Linked DNA regions of Mus musculus: region 2 is linked to region 1. The links are chromatin contacts, called in public promoter capture Hi-C maps. All regions are on one chromosome and are shown on one strand. Each heading gives the region's core, a stretch centred on a gene start, on an enhancer-like site or on the middle of the called end of the contact. The rest is flanking DNA. Distances are from core to core; before and after follow the strand shown.

The links. Promoter capture Hi-C pulls out the DNA fragments that hold promoters and counts their contacts.
Region 2: a contact with region 1 is called in a promoter capture Hi-C map of hippocampal neurons, with 3 times the contacts expected there. The contact joins the promoter of Metrn here to the enhancer-like site in region 1. A contact is called at or near these places in 2 of 39 promoter capture datasets (hippocampal neurons and neural stem cells), 4 of 484 Hi-C or Micro-C datasets (the G1E-ER4 cell line, the N1E-115 cell line and cortical neurons) and 2 of 9 other capture datasets (adipose tissue and pancreatic islet).

What each region holds. Positions count from the first base shown.
Region 1 is chr17:25,623,063-25,626,362 of GRCm38.p6, forward strand. The region is part of intron 4 of Lmf1 (lipase maturation factor 1); the gene reads left to right. Among named protein-coding and RNA genes, the nearest start is that of Lmf1, 46 kb to the left of the region's middle. Within about 2 kb of position 1,614, at least 28 of the 459 cell types and tissues checked have an H3K27ac peak or open chromatin away from gene starts, as enhancers often do. A contact at or near this core is called in the N1E-115 cell line, cortical neurons and hippocampal neurons, where this site is marked.
Region 2 is chr17:25,795,220-25,798,519 of GRCm38.p6, forward strand. It overlaps Metrn (meteorin, glial cell differentiation regulator), which reads right to left and starts at 1,826. Exons shown (of 4, transcript NM_133719.2): 1 at 1,646-1,826; 2 at 1,022-1,422; 3 at 155-214; 4 at 1-72. The coding sequence starts at 1,743.

The DNA of each region.
Region 1 (3,300 bases), core at 364-2,863:
GGCAGCAACCTGTGTCAGAAGTCAGACACATATAGTGTGCACATCTGTTCCATGTAAAACCATAGTAAGCCTTCTGTCAGAGCAGGTAACAAGCCTGCTCGTTGTACACAGGATGCTTCAAGATGGGCCACAGCAACTACATGCCTTGCATGGTGAGTGAGTCTATAACCCTGTGTGTCCAGAGAGCAGGAAAAGGACTTGTGGTGGCCACTGGGGAGAGGACTTGGGCAGGACTCAAGATCAGCTGTGTCTGAATGAAGTAGCCAGGCAGGTGTTGCCTTGAGAGTTGTCATGGCTCTTGCCCTCTAGCAGCATCTAAAGAAGTCTCATGCCACTTAGGACTTGGGGCCATAGAGGACCTCTCAGAGCCAAGACAACTCAGCAAAGAGCAGAGGTGACCAGAGAAGACCTGCGCAGTGAGTGGGAGAGGAAGCAATCAAGTGACTCCGAGAACTGAGTGGGAGATACACTCTGGGAGGAAAGAGCCGGCTGATAAGTTTGGCCATAGAGCAGCTCCTGCTGGAGAAACAAGAGATGGCCCCAGGGCTGCCTGCAATGTGTCCAGAATGTTCTAAACCTCGCCCAGCCTGACTCAAGAGCTTACTCAGCAGCTGCCACAAAAAGCCAGCAGGTCCCAGGAGTGGACAGCAGTCATGGAGACACCCAAAAGCACCCAGTCAGCTCTGGGTGATGCCTGTCCCTTCCTAGACAGAGTATAGCCTGGGCTAAGTGGTATGCCTGCAGATGATGTTCATGGGCTGAGGTGAGGCCAGATGTGCAGCACACAGAGAACCCCTGAGATGTTTCCTCGTGGGACATTTTTCACGTGGAAGGAAATCTGTTTCTGCTCGTGCCCCATTCTGAGCAGGGCCACTCAGTCAGCCCGCAGCTCCAGGTTGTTAGGAGGTGGGGTCCCCAGGACAGCTGCAAAGCCAAGTCTCTGTTAGCTGGGAGGCTGGCTGTGCTTACGTCACAGCCCAGGGACTGTTCTGAACGGGATGAACCAGGATAATTTTAAAAGCAGTTTCCATGTTAGCATGCACCGCCCCCCAGGATGCTTCAGGAGATGATGCTCAGGCCACGGAAGTGTGGGCTCGTGGGCGGCTCTCAACAGTTAGCAAGCAGGGTGGAGACATTGGTAGCAGGGAAGGGCGGCTGCTGAGGAACCAAGACAAAAACAGGCTTTGAAGTTGCCGGACCCTTTTCTCGGAGTTGGAGTGCCACTGGTAAAATCGTATTAAATATAATGAAATAAATGCTGGAATGCAGAGTGCCTGTGAAGACAGAACGGAACGGATGTCCCTACCATTTCCCTCGTCCTGGGCATCCTAACTCAGAAATGAGAGCAATCATTCTAATTGGCTTTATTGCATTAGCGTGGGCAGAGCTAGAGAAAGGGGGCTTTCTTCCTGCCTGCCCATCAGCCCCCAGGACACTCAGAAGGGCTGACCTCTGACTCTGCTCAGAGACATCACGGGAATCTTTGGACCTCATGCCTGCTGTGTCATGACCTTTGATCCCCAATTGCAGACCTCTCGTATAGCTGTCCCAGACTGGGCCCTGGCAGCCTCTTTGGATCCCCATTCAACAGCTGTTTGTCTCACACAGCCCATGACCCTCAGAGGCTTAAAGAAAGCATCACAGCCCAGCACAGCTGAGGGCTTTTCAGAACCCTCTCATCCGTTCTTGGTAGCCCATCAAAAGTTATTATGCATAGGTGCTGAGGTCCTTTTCAAGGGACGTAGCGCAAAAGCCTTACAGCTCTGCTTATCTCTCTTCTCAAGTGCCTTTGTTGCATCCGGCTGTGTCCTCCATGTGCACGTGTACAGACTGTGTGGATGCAGGCAGCAGGACACCACCGCATCACGTTGCTTGACAACAAGGAGACAGTGCATCAGACCTGTCCAGAGCCATCGGGAAGACTAGTGAATCTGCAGGGATTAGCAGCTAAAAGAGGCCCGGAGCTTCTAGAAGGAAAACCGATGCTTTTACAAAGAGGCAGATTGTTCTAAGTATTTATGCAGCATACGCTGTAGTAGAAATTGCTGCTGCTTTCACACACATCTCCCAGTTAACCTCTTAGACCAGGAGTCAGTTTGAGGCATGTAGTGGTGGTGTTTTGGTGAAACCATACTGTAAGACCTTGGGTGTCCAGGGCTCGGTGGACTCTGGCTCCAGCCTGAGCTAGCCATGTCAGGGTAGCTCTAGTCCTGTGGACAGGAGGTGCTTCTGTCGTTTTGAACCAGATCTTAGCTGAAGGTTCTCAAAATGTAAAACCCCAGATTCTGCCTAGCTCTGTGCTACCCTGAGCTTTGCTAAACCAAGGCTTTTTAACACACCTGTCTCCACCATCTAGGGACTATGCTGGGCCCATCTGCCATACCCATTCCCACACACATATGCACGAGCAACCTGTTAGCACGTGGCTGTTTGCTTGGAGGCTGCATTTTCTCGGTTCTTGGGCGAACAGATGGACCTTCCCTAACGCTTGTGGGAGTTCCTTTCCAGCCTGGAAGTGCTGGGTGGTCATCATGCCCCAGGTCCCGCTGACTCCAGATCATCTCAGGGCACACTGAGCAGTGCTTGCAAGTGAAAAGCTCTGTCCTGGAAGTGCAGAGCCAGGGCATCTTCATTAGAGGTCCCCACACCATCCGCACTCTCAGTGTCACAGAGGGCTTCCCACAACTGAGCCGGTCTTTCAGAGCAGTGCCATCTCTTCGTAGCAGCATTTCATGTGTTGGTAGAGCTGAGCCAGGAGAGGGCTGTAGCCTGGAGTTCAGTCAATAACACGCTGTGTTCGCGAGTGCCACTGGTCCACTCCACAAGGATGGGGGACCATGGGCTGTGCCCTCTGCTTGGAAACAAGTGGGCCTTAGGAAGCTGTAGAGCCTTACTTACATCACATAAGACAGGGGTTACAATTGGATAGGCAGCAGTCGCTCCAACACTAACGTGTGCCGTGTACCCCCGACAGCTTGCAGAGCTCTTGGGCATTCCCATCAGGAATTCAGCTCTGGCAAGAGAGGAGCAGCCCCACCTTATACCATTCCTGCAAATGCCAACATAGCTTTAGACCCCATCAAGCCTTGAGGGGGGGTACAAAGGGACCTCAGCCCCTTTCAGGCCACAGGCGTGCTATGCCAAGCCAGAGGGTAGGCATCCAAAGCAGACTCGTGGCATGGCTTTTCCTGTATGTGGTTTCCTTTGCCCGTCGGGAGTTTTTTAAGAAGCAGAAATTGCAGTCGGGAGCTGCTGGACAGGAACATTCATCCCCACTCATTGTGAGCCCAAGGTATCAGC
Region 2 (3,300 bases), core at 576-3,075, 170 kb after region 1:
CAACCACCACAGTGATGACTGATTCTTGCAGCTCTGTGTCATGGGCGACCCCATGGATGGTCCCGTGGATCACTACGAGGAGACATGGTGGCCAGTGGTGGGCACGTGGGAATGTGAGGCAGACCCTAAGCTCTCCCGCAACAGAAACACTCACCAAAATCACTGGTGCATGCAGCCAGGAGGAGCTCGGCATCACTGCAGGGCCTGCAGGCACCTAGCATGCAAGGCAGGTCATCAGCCAGGCCTGTGATCTCTCAGCACGAGCCCACAGCTCCTCCCAAGAGGAAAAGGTACAGGAGCAAGAGACTAAACCCTTCTCCCAGCATCCTATAGCCTGAAGACACCCTGCAGGTACATGCCTACTGATGGGCACCTCAGTGCCTCATACACAGGCTTGGTACCATCTCATAAACTCAGACTAACACTGGGAAACGTTCTGTGACCTCCCAGCTCTAGCTAGGGATATTCTAGTGGACTCCAGTTCGGGGGGGTCTCTAGCTAGGGCAGAACAGTCAGAGAGCCATTCATTCCCTGCAGGGTCAGGCTACAAGTTCCAGAAGAGCAAAGCACTGGGCCTGGTGCCCTGCAGGGAGGCAGGGCAGGCAGTCTCCATGGTGACGAAGAGGCACACTGGACTTTTGTTGGCTGGGCTTGGGGGGAGGGGAAGGAGGTCACCACCAGGCCAGGGAGCCCTGGACAGCCTTGGCCATAGGCTTTGATTCTGCCTCAGCTTAACCCTTCCCCCAATCCTTCAGAAACCAGAGACCCAGGGCTGGCCTCTCGGGCATTTGCCCCCTCCTGCTCTTTTCCTAAACCGAATCTTTTAAGAGGAGGAGGAGAGAAAGGCGGGGGCACTTCCAACTCACCTCCTTACGACCTGGAAGCCACTATGCTCTCCACCGGAGTGGCCTCTGTCAAGCTACAGAAGGACTCTCCATGCAATGGGGTGGCAAGGCCCAGTCCCATCAGGTCAGTGTGGAGGGCCAATTTCTGACACCCAGCCAGTCTCATAATCACTCACCATCCACACCAAGACCTTGAGCCTGGGGAGACATTTCTGCACGTTGGTCCTCGTGCAGTTCAAAACGGAAGGCAGCAACTCTGCGGCTGATGTCGCGGTGTGGTGTGGCCTGCAGGAAAAGGGCTCGGCGCTCGCGGGGACCCCAGCGCATGCAGCGGCCCCCAGCCAGGTCCGGGCCCTCGGCCAGTAGCAACTCTAGATTGCCGGTCATACGTTCAGCGAAGACCTGGGCACCAGCGAAGGGCCGCTCTGGGCGCAGACAGACGATGCTGGGCCGTGTGCCCGGATCGGGGCCGCCCAGGGTCAGGCGCAGCGCCCCAGCTGGGTACAGCCACTCGATAGCGCCCTCAGTACAGTCCAGGGTCAGCTGCCCCACGCTGCCAGGCTCCTGGGTCAAACCGCTGGGGACAGGACGGTGGTTCTCAGGTGGGTGACCCTCGTTCCCTAGCCCGCTCATCCCTTTTCCCGCGGCTACCAACATCTGCTTCTACTCTGTGTAACAGGACATTGAAGTCTGCGTTTCCTCAGTTCCAAGTGGGAGGGAACCCTCCAACCCAAGAAGTAAATAAAATAAAATAAATAAATAAATAAACCCACAACCCTCCCCGCAGTCCCTCCTGGTACCTGCCCCTCCAGCTGCAGCGGTCTTCCGAGTAGCCAGCGTGAGCGGACGCGGCCAGGAGGCCGCAACAGAGCGCGCAAAGAAGCGTGGCTACCAGCATGGTTAGGGGACGCGCCGGGGCCTCGGACTGCTGCCCCGGGAGGGTCGGGGCCGCAGCGCGAGCAGCCCGCGGCGCGGCTGCCCGGCCCGGCGCGTCCCCACAACCGGCGACCCCTCGCCGCTGCCCCCTCTGAGCTCCGGGGCTAGGGGGCGGGGCCTTTGCTCTCGGACCAATCGCCACAAGCCGCAGAACTTTCCTCCAATTGCAGCACCCTCGAGGGGGTGGGGCGGGCTCAAGGCGGGAGCTCGGTCCAAGGCAGGGTTGATGTAGAAAGCGCTCCTGTTTCCCCATTTGGAGATCCCCAATAGGAACGTTTGGTGGGTTGGTGGGGTTCGCTGTCGACTGGAATCTGGAAGGCTGTCCACCCCTTACCTTCAGTGGACCTCGGGGCAGTGGGACTTTGTAAGAGAAGTAGTAGAGTCTGCAGCCAAAATCTGAACACTGGTATCCTGCTGCTGGTACTTAAGGAAAAGAGATTAAAACCCCTGTGTTACTGCATCTCATAAGGGAGGGTACAGAGGGCCTGGAGCATGGAGCTAGGCCAAACCTTCGGTTTGGGGAAAAGAAAGAATACTGGCTAGGTCTGGAAGGAGTAGCGTGGGTAGTGTGGATCTCCTTCTGCCACCATACATTCTCAGACCTAACTACACACTCCTCCAATGTTAAATGGATACTAAGAAAAAAATGAGGCGTTCTAGAGGACCTGCCTAGGGACCCACCTGACTGACAAAGCCTGGTAGTCTGCCGGTGCCAAAGTACAGGCCATTCCTACAGTCAAGATCAACCGAAAGGGAATCAGAAAGATATCCCAGGCAGCCTGAGGATGTAGCTAGGTTATAGAGCACCTACCACACAGGCATACACCCCTGGCTTTGATCTTTAAAATAATGTTAAACTGAGAGTGTAGTGGGTCTTGCCTGTAATCCCAGCGGGCAGGAAGTAAAGGAAGCAGCTCAGATGTTCAAGGGCATCCTTGGCTCCATAGTGAATTCAAGGACAGTGTGGGCTACATGAGAACCTCTTTTTTTTGTTTTGTTTTGTTTGTTGTTCATTTTTAAAAAAATATTTTTATTAGATATTTTCTTTATTTACATTTCAAATGTTATCCCCTTTCCTGGTTTCCCCTCTGAAAATCCCCTATCCCCCCCCCCCCGAGAACCTCTTAAAATAAAATAGAGCCACTGTGAAACCCCCCAATGGGGAAGAGCTTCCTTGGAGCAGCTTGTCCTTTGGATCTGACCGAAGGGAGGGTGGAGGAGATGGAAAATAGAAGAAGAACCTTGGCAGGTCCCCAAGGATCTCTCTCTCTCTCTCTCTCTCTCTCTCTCTCTCTCTCTCCCACCCCCAGGGCTCTGTTTCTGGATCCTCCAGGTTCCGAGTGAAACCCTTCCGGTTGGCCTGGACCTGCGCTCAGAGACAGATGAGATCCAGTGATCCCACTGGCAATCTGGGGAGGAGCTTCAAACACTGACTACTTTCTCCTTGCCTCCCAGGCCCTCTTTGACCAATAAGAAGGCTCAGATGGCTCCTTGCCCCAGTCCAGAGAGTCAAAATGAC